Linked DNA regions of Zea mays: region 1 is linked to region 2. A link is a contact called in public Hi-C data. All regions are on one chromosome and are shown on one strand. Each heading gives the region's core, a stretch centred on a gene start, on an enhancer-like site or on the middle of the called end of the contact. The rest is flanking DNA. Distances are from core to core; before and after follow the strand shown. Region 1 holds the start of LOC100278572 (serine/threonine-protein kinase CTR1). Region 2 holds the start of LOC541625 (histidine-containing phosphotransfer protein 2).

Region 1 (2,916 bases), core at 44-2,543, 220 kb after region 2:
CAACTAGATCGTCCTACACACTAGTCAGTGTTGATCGGTCAATACTGAGCAACATCAACTTCAATATGGTTGGTATCAATTAGACCAACCAATCAATAAACCCATCGAACGAATAAACGGACCAAGAGGTCGACACAATCGGTACCGACCACATGATGCCCACCCGTTAGACTAATCATGATTGGTGGGGAGGCATCGTCACTCTGGTTGCCCGGTTGAGCTCGAAATGTCTAGCCAAGGCTAGGGATGACAACGAAACTCGTGGGTGTAGGGTTTACAAACTCGTAACTGCGAGGTTAATACCAAATATGTACATGCACACACTACCCGCGATGGGTACAATATCCTACCAATACTCGCTACCCGCGGGTATACCCATAGGCACATAAATGCACATATTTTAACCTACTAGAAAAATACATTGCCCTATCGGACGCTCTACCATTCACATATATCGTGTATAATGCATGCAATTGAATATACATGCATATTCAACTATCATACAACTCTTTTTGTGTTTTTTGAATATACACGGGGATGGATGGATCTTGGATCCCAGGCTGCTCCCAGTACCAGGGGCCAGGGCGATCGGACAATGACAATGACGAACATGGATAGACATGTCAACAGTCCAACAAAAACTGACCTCTGAATTAATGACAATGCTATTCCCGATCATCTGATTATCAGTTTTATCCTTTAATCAACTACATTTGATTTTTTCCTTGCGCTAATATTTTGATCCAACACACATGCTGCCTTTTGTCTTGGTACACAGAAGTTGATGCTCCGAGGTACCAACAATAGGATAATCTAGAATAGCATTGTCATTAATTCAAAGGTTAGTTTCTGTTGGGATGTTGGCATGTCTAGCCTTGTTCGCCATTGTCATTGTCAGGTCGCCCTGCCCCTTGGAACTGGGAGCGTCCTGGTACGCAGAAGTTGATGCTCCGAGGTGGGCTCGCGAGTTATACTAAATTAATTAATCTACAAAATAGTAATGGATATTGAATACTTCTATAATAGTATGATTGTTTCTTAGCTTTTGATGATGGATTTATGTAATTTTATAATTTAGATTAATTATAATATTGAATGATGATTGTATATTCCATATTTATATATTTTTAAATATTTATAATATAATAATATTTATCGGTTACGGCTCCCGAACCTTATTCTTAGCTCATAGCCTCATACAATGCCGAGCTGACCGAGCAGGCTCGTTTTCGGCCATGACTGCGCTGACCTTAACTCTGTAAATAGCCATGCCCATGCAGGCCGTCTCTGGCGGCGGGCGGTCTGGTTCGTTTTCTCGGCTGCTGTTTGTCACTCTGTGTGGCCACTGCTCCTATCCGCAGCCACGCGCGTTGTCGCCTCCACGGCCCACGCGGACACGCCCACCGCTCGAAGCAGCGTAGCGACTAGCGAGCATTCGCACAGCGGCTCTCTTTCCTCGCGCAGTCGCGCTAGACAAGCGGCTGCCTCCTTGCAAGTTGCTACTGCTACCCTCACCCTACTACCGACGAGACGTCGACGGCGACTTGGTCTAAGCCCCGCCCACCCGCCAATTGCCACCAAAAACTAACCGCCTGCTCTTTCAGGGGAGCGGACCCGGACGACGAGCCACGCCGACGCTAGGGTTTGGTTTCGCCGGCCTGCCCGGCCATGGACCTGCCCCCGGGCGCCGGCCGTCGCACCACCTACTCCCTCCTCCCACAGTTCCCCGACGACGCCGCCGCACCTGCTCCCGCCCCCGCCAACATCCTGCAGCGCCAGTCCAGCGGCAGCAGCTACGGCGCCGGCAGCTCTATCTCCACCTCCAGCGACTACCCATTCCACTTACAACCCCCCGCCTCGGCCGCGGGGGTCGCGCCGCCCGGATCGGCAGCGGCGCCTCCCGGGGCGGCTGGCTCGCCCTGCAAGAGCTGGGCGCAGCAGGCCGAGGAGACCTACCAGCTGCAGCTCGCGCTCGCGCTCCGCCTCTGCGCCGATGCTGCGTGCGCTGCCGACCCGGGCTTCCTCGACCCAGGCGATTCAGGAAGCGGGAGGGGCAGCGGTAACGGGAGAGCCTTCCCGCTCGCGCAGCCCGCGCCCTCTGCGGAGTCGCTCTCGCATCGCTTCTGGGTACTCTCAGCATACCTTCCCTTCCTTTGTGTTTCTCTCTTTATGAGAAATCCAAATTTCAGAATGCTGCAACATGGTCAGTTGGTCACAAACTGTGCTGAACAAACCATTAATTAACCTGCAAACAAAAGCCTTAGGTTCAGTTACTTGACTTGGTAGATCATACTGCAGTTCATGCTTACCACATCTTATGTTTGGATTGCAGCTGGACTCGTGTAAAATGAAATCATACAGTATGTCAGTGTATCAAACACCACCAAAGATACATTTATATATGTGCAATTGGAATTCTATGTACTACCTATTGAGACAAATCTTATTGTTGTATTTGTGTTGTTTGTAGCCGTCCTGTATTTCGCTTTCATGCTTGGTTCCTAATGCCTTTTTAGGTAAATGGTTCGCTATCATACAACAGCACAATACCAGATGGATTTTACTTGATTCATGGGATGGACCCCTTTGTATGGTCACTATGCACTGATGTACAGGAAGAGAACCACATACCCTCCATGGAATCACTCAAGTCTGTCCGTCCTGATGATCCTTCCATTCAAGCCATTCTTATCGATCGAAGAACTGATTTTGAATTAGGTATGTTGGAGAGTTATGCTTCCAGCATTCTTTCCAGTTCTGCTGATGCCAAAGATGTGGTAATCCAACTGGCCAAACTCATATCTTCAAGAATGGGGTGAGAGTTGTATCAATAAGCTCCTATACTCCTTTTGATTTGGTCTGGTTCATGTGGTTTCTGAAAATTTTTATATATATATATATATACTATGTAATTTT
Region 2 (3,100 bases), core at 96-2,595:
GGAACTGCATGCAAGTAAACTTCACTTTCTGAGCGCCAACACTGGAACAGATCAGACAGATACCAGCAAACTGGTTCAGTTACAAGGATTCTGGAAAGCACATATCTAGCAATGGAAGCCACCACATAACAACGAAATAATAAGTTTTAATAACTTCAAGGCTCAACTCTGCAGGAAGTTGACAACTTGACTTGCTTGATGGGGAAGTAAAAATGGTCTGCCGTACAAGTTCTGAGTAAGCGTGATAAGTATTTTTTTAGCATGCCACAATAATGATAACTACCAGTCCAACTGGTAAGCGCACAACCACTGAAGATGAGGCTCTGGGATTGATCAGCAGAATATGGATTTTATATTAGGAGGTTTGAGATACGATACAGCAACCTGAGATCCAATCTACACCAAAAGGTCAACGTTGCACAGGGCACATAATTCCCAAGGCAGGAAAAACTGAGATGCTTTACCATGACAAGCAAAGTAACGTTTAAGAGGTGTCCTACCGTCATCAGGTTCCAGTTGGTGAAACTACCCATTCATCAATACCTCACAGTTTTGTAACATGGGAAGTGGCAAGATGCCGCAAGAATATTAAGAATTCCAGTGCGAAATGTTACCTGGCGCTGCTCCCTTTGAGCTGATGCACGTAGGCGTCCACCTTATCAAAGTCCACGATGGGCTGGTCACTGCAAGCAAAATGCAAATCACAGAGCAGGGCAAGGGCAAGTCAATAGATCCTCTTTGTATGCATAGAGCAGAAGGGGACGAAGAGCGCGTACAGCAGAGCGGCGAGCTCGGAGATGATCCTGTCGGCGTCGTCGCAGAAGAGGGTGACGACCTCGGCGACGAAGCCCGGCGTGCCCCCGTCTTCCTGCAGCATCTGCAGCTGCTGGAACTGCTCGTCCACCAGACCCTACACGGCAACCGCGACATATAAAGACACACAAAAAAATCGCTAAATCCTTCATCCCAATTCGATCAATCAGCACGGGAACAGAGAGCGACCGGACTCACCGAGGCGAACATGGAGGAGAGGAGAGCGTTGAGTTGCTCCCTCAGCGCGGCGGCAGCCATGGCAGCTTGCTCGAGGAGCCGAGGCCGGAGCGGGCGGTGGTGGCGTAGGAAGTAGCCAGAGCTGGGAAGGAATCGAGGGGGTGGGGTAGGTGAGTTGAATCCGATCAAGCCGCGACCGCGACAGTGACGAGGGAATCTATTTATAAAACCGCGGGCGCCGGTGAGGAGTGGGGGATTGGATTCCTGAGCTGTGGCCACGGCGAGCCCCGCCGCCCTAACCGTGCTCGGTGGTCGACTCGATGGATTCTCTCCTCTTTGGCTTCCTGCTGCAGCGTCGACTGTCGATGCTTGAATGCTTCCATCCCTGATTTCCCTATCTTCCCTTTTTTCCCCACTCTCGCCGTTTTCCTTTTTCTTTTTTTTTTCGGGGCCTTCCTTTTTGGAGCCCTCGGTTCGATGCGCCTGTACACGTGTATGGCTACTGTGGCACTGGCCATGGAGAGGAAAAAGGAGCCGTTGGCTGATTTCGTGTTCGGCAGTTTTTTTTTGTGAATAGCATTGCTAGACTAGTCCCTTTTATTATCTCATCAATAGCTAGCTAAAGTGCAGGTTTTCATTTGAAGATTGAAAAATAATTTCACCATGATGCCAATAAAACAAAATGCTAGTACGAAAAGGTTATTCTATGATTTATACTTTATATGGTAAAGAATAGGATTTTATGTTTTATATAGGGGAAAATATGTTTGTGGTGCAAGTGAAACATCTTATGGCCAAACTTGATGCTTGTAACTTAATACACTACTAGGTGAGTGCCCGTGCGTTGCAACGGAACCGTATAATGATACGATAACTTATGTACATATGTGTGTATATTGTTATAGATATGTGTCCGTACGTTGCGACGGAAGTAAAAGATTTGTATGAAACATTGATACGGAACGACAAACATCACTATGATAGACTCTATTGTAGAGTATTTTTTTCTCTTCTCATTTCCCATTATCGTTATCACTTCTCTTTTAACGAGAATTTTCTTTCTTATTTTATTTTATTTTATTTTATTTTATGTAGAAGTGTAGAACCATATAGTATTAGATCGACATGCTAACAACTGGGTGGTGGTATTTTATCTACTATCTTTACTACTATAATGCACTACTTTTATCAGTTCAAAAAGATATGTAATGCTCAAAGGATAGTGTTTGCGGATGTTAGAGAGCCGCTACTACCAACTTTGCTCGACACAGAGGACAGTGTCACCAAGCGCCAAAGCCCCCCCCCCCCTCGTGACACCCTTCGTTGGAAATTTTCCTGAGTTTGCCTCGTGACGGTCTGGATTTTGTGGGACGAATTCGCATGCAGCCCAGAACAAGGAGTCAAGGGGTACAGAGATACTGAGATAAAAATGTCTCATGGGCTGGGTGGGCGGCTGGGCCTCCTTTCCCCAGTTTAAGTTACAGAAAGGATCAAATTCCAAAACATATTACAAAAAGAATCCTGCTGGTGGTAGTACGGGTAATAGAGTAGAAGAATTCCACCACACGATTCGCAGAAAGAATCAGTGTACACAAGTCAATGAAATCTAGAACTCGTCGTTGGAGCAGACAGATGACAAAACAACAGTTTCCTCCCTGATTATGCACGAGCTCAAGTGGCTGCTGTTTGGAACCTCGACAGCTTCACGGCAACCTTCCTCTCCTTCCAAGTCCGGGAAGGTGGTGGTGCCGGAAGGCCTCTGCGCAAACGGAAAGTGAAGAGAAAAACATTGTCATTGTCACTCTCATTGCTTACATCACTGCTTGTTTCTGGAGCATTGTCACCGTCACTGCCTTCATTAAGGTATCTGCAGCTGAAAACAAAAAAAAAGTTCCAAAAGATCATAATTATCTAAGGGAATGTTTTTTTAAAGGAATGTCCAAGAGAAAGTTGACCATAAGAGTACACAATAATAGTAACAATTGATGTATTCATGCATTACTGAAAAAATGAACATTATTTCTAAGACGTCTCTGCTAGTCCAATTCATAGAAAGTTGAAACAGTCATGCATTCTGATTTATTGTCAATGGAGGCCAATTCATAGAAAC

Evidence for each region. A called contact is a pair of places that touch in the nucleus more often than the background predicts.
Region 1: a Hi-C map of bundle sheath shows a contact between it and region 2, with 2.9 times the contacts expected there. The contact joins the promoter of LOC100278572 here to the promoter of LOC541625 in region 2. A contact is called at or near these places in 2 of 25 Hi-C or Micro-C datasets (bundle sheath and tassel).

What each region holds. Positions count from the first base shown.
Region 1 is chr2:170,129,435-170,132,350 of Zm-B73-REFERENCE-NAM-5.0, forward strand. It overlaps LOC100278572 (serine/threonine-protein kinase CTR1), which reads left to right and starts at 1,294. Exons shown (of 17, transcript XM_034059670.2): 1 at 1,294-2,127; 2 at 2,517-2,815. The coding sequence starts at 1,669.
Region 2 is chr2:169,910,975-169,914,074 of Zm-B73-REFERENCE-NAM-5.0, forward strand. LOC541625 (histidine-containing phosphotransfer protein 2) reads right to left here and starts at 1,346. Exons shown (of 7, transcript NM_001348552.1): 1 at 1,221-1,346; 2 at 1,012-1,132; 3 at 777-910; 4 at 615-683; 5 at 1-41. The coding sequence starts at 1,071. LOC103649070 (EEF1A lysine methyltransferase 1) reads right to left here. Exons shown (of 3, transcript XM_020549047.1): 3 at 2,597-2,749. The coding sequence ends at 2,597.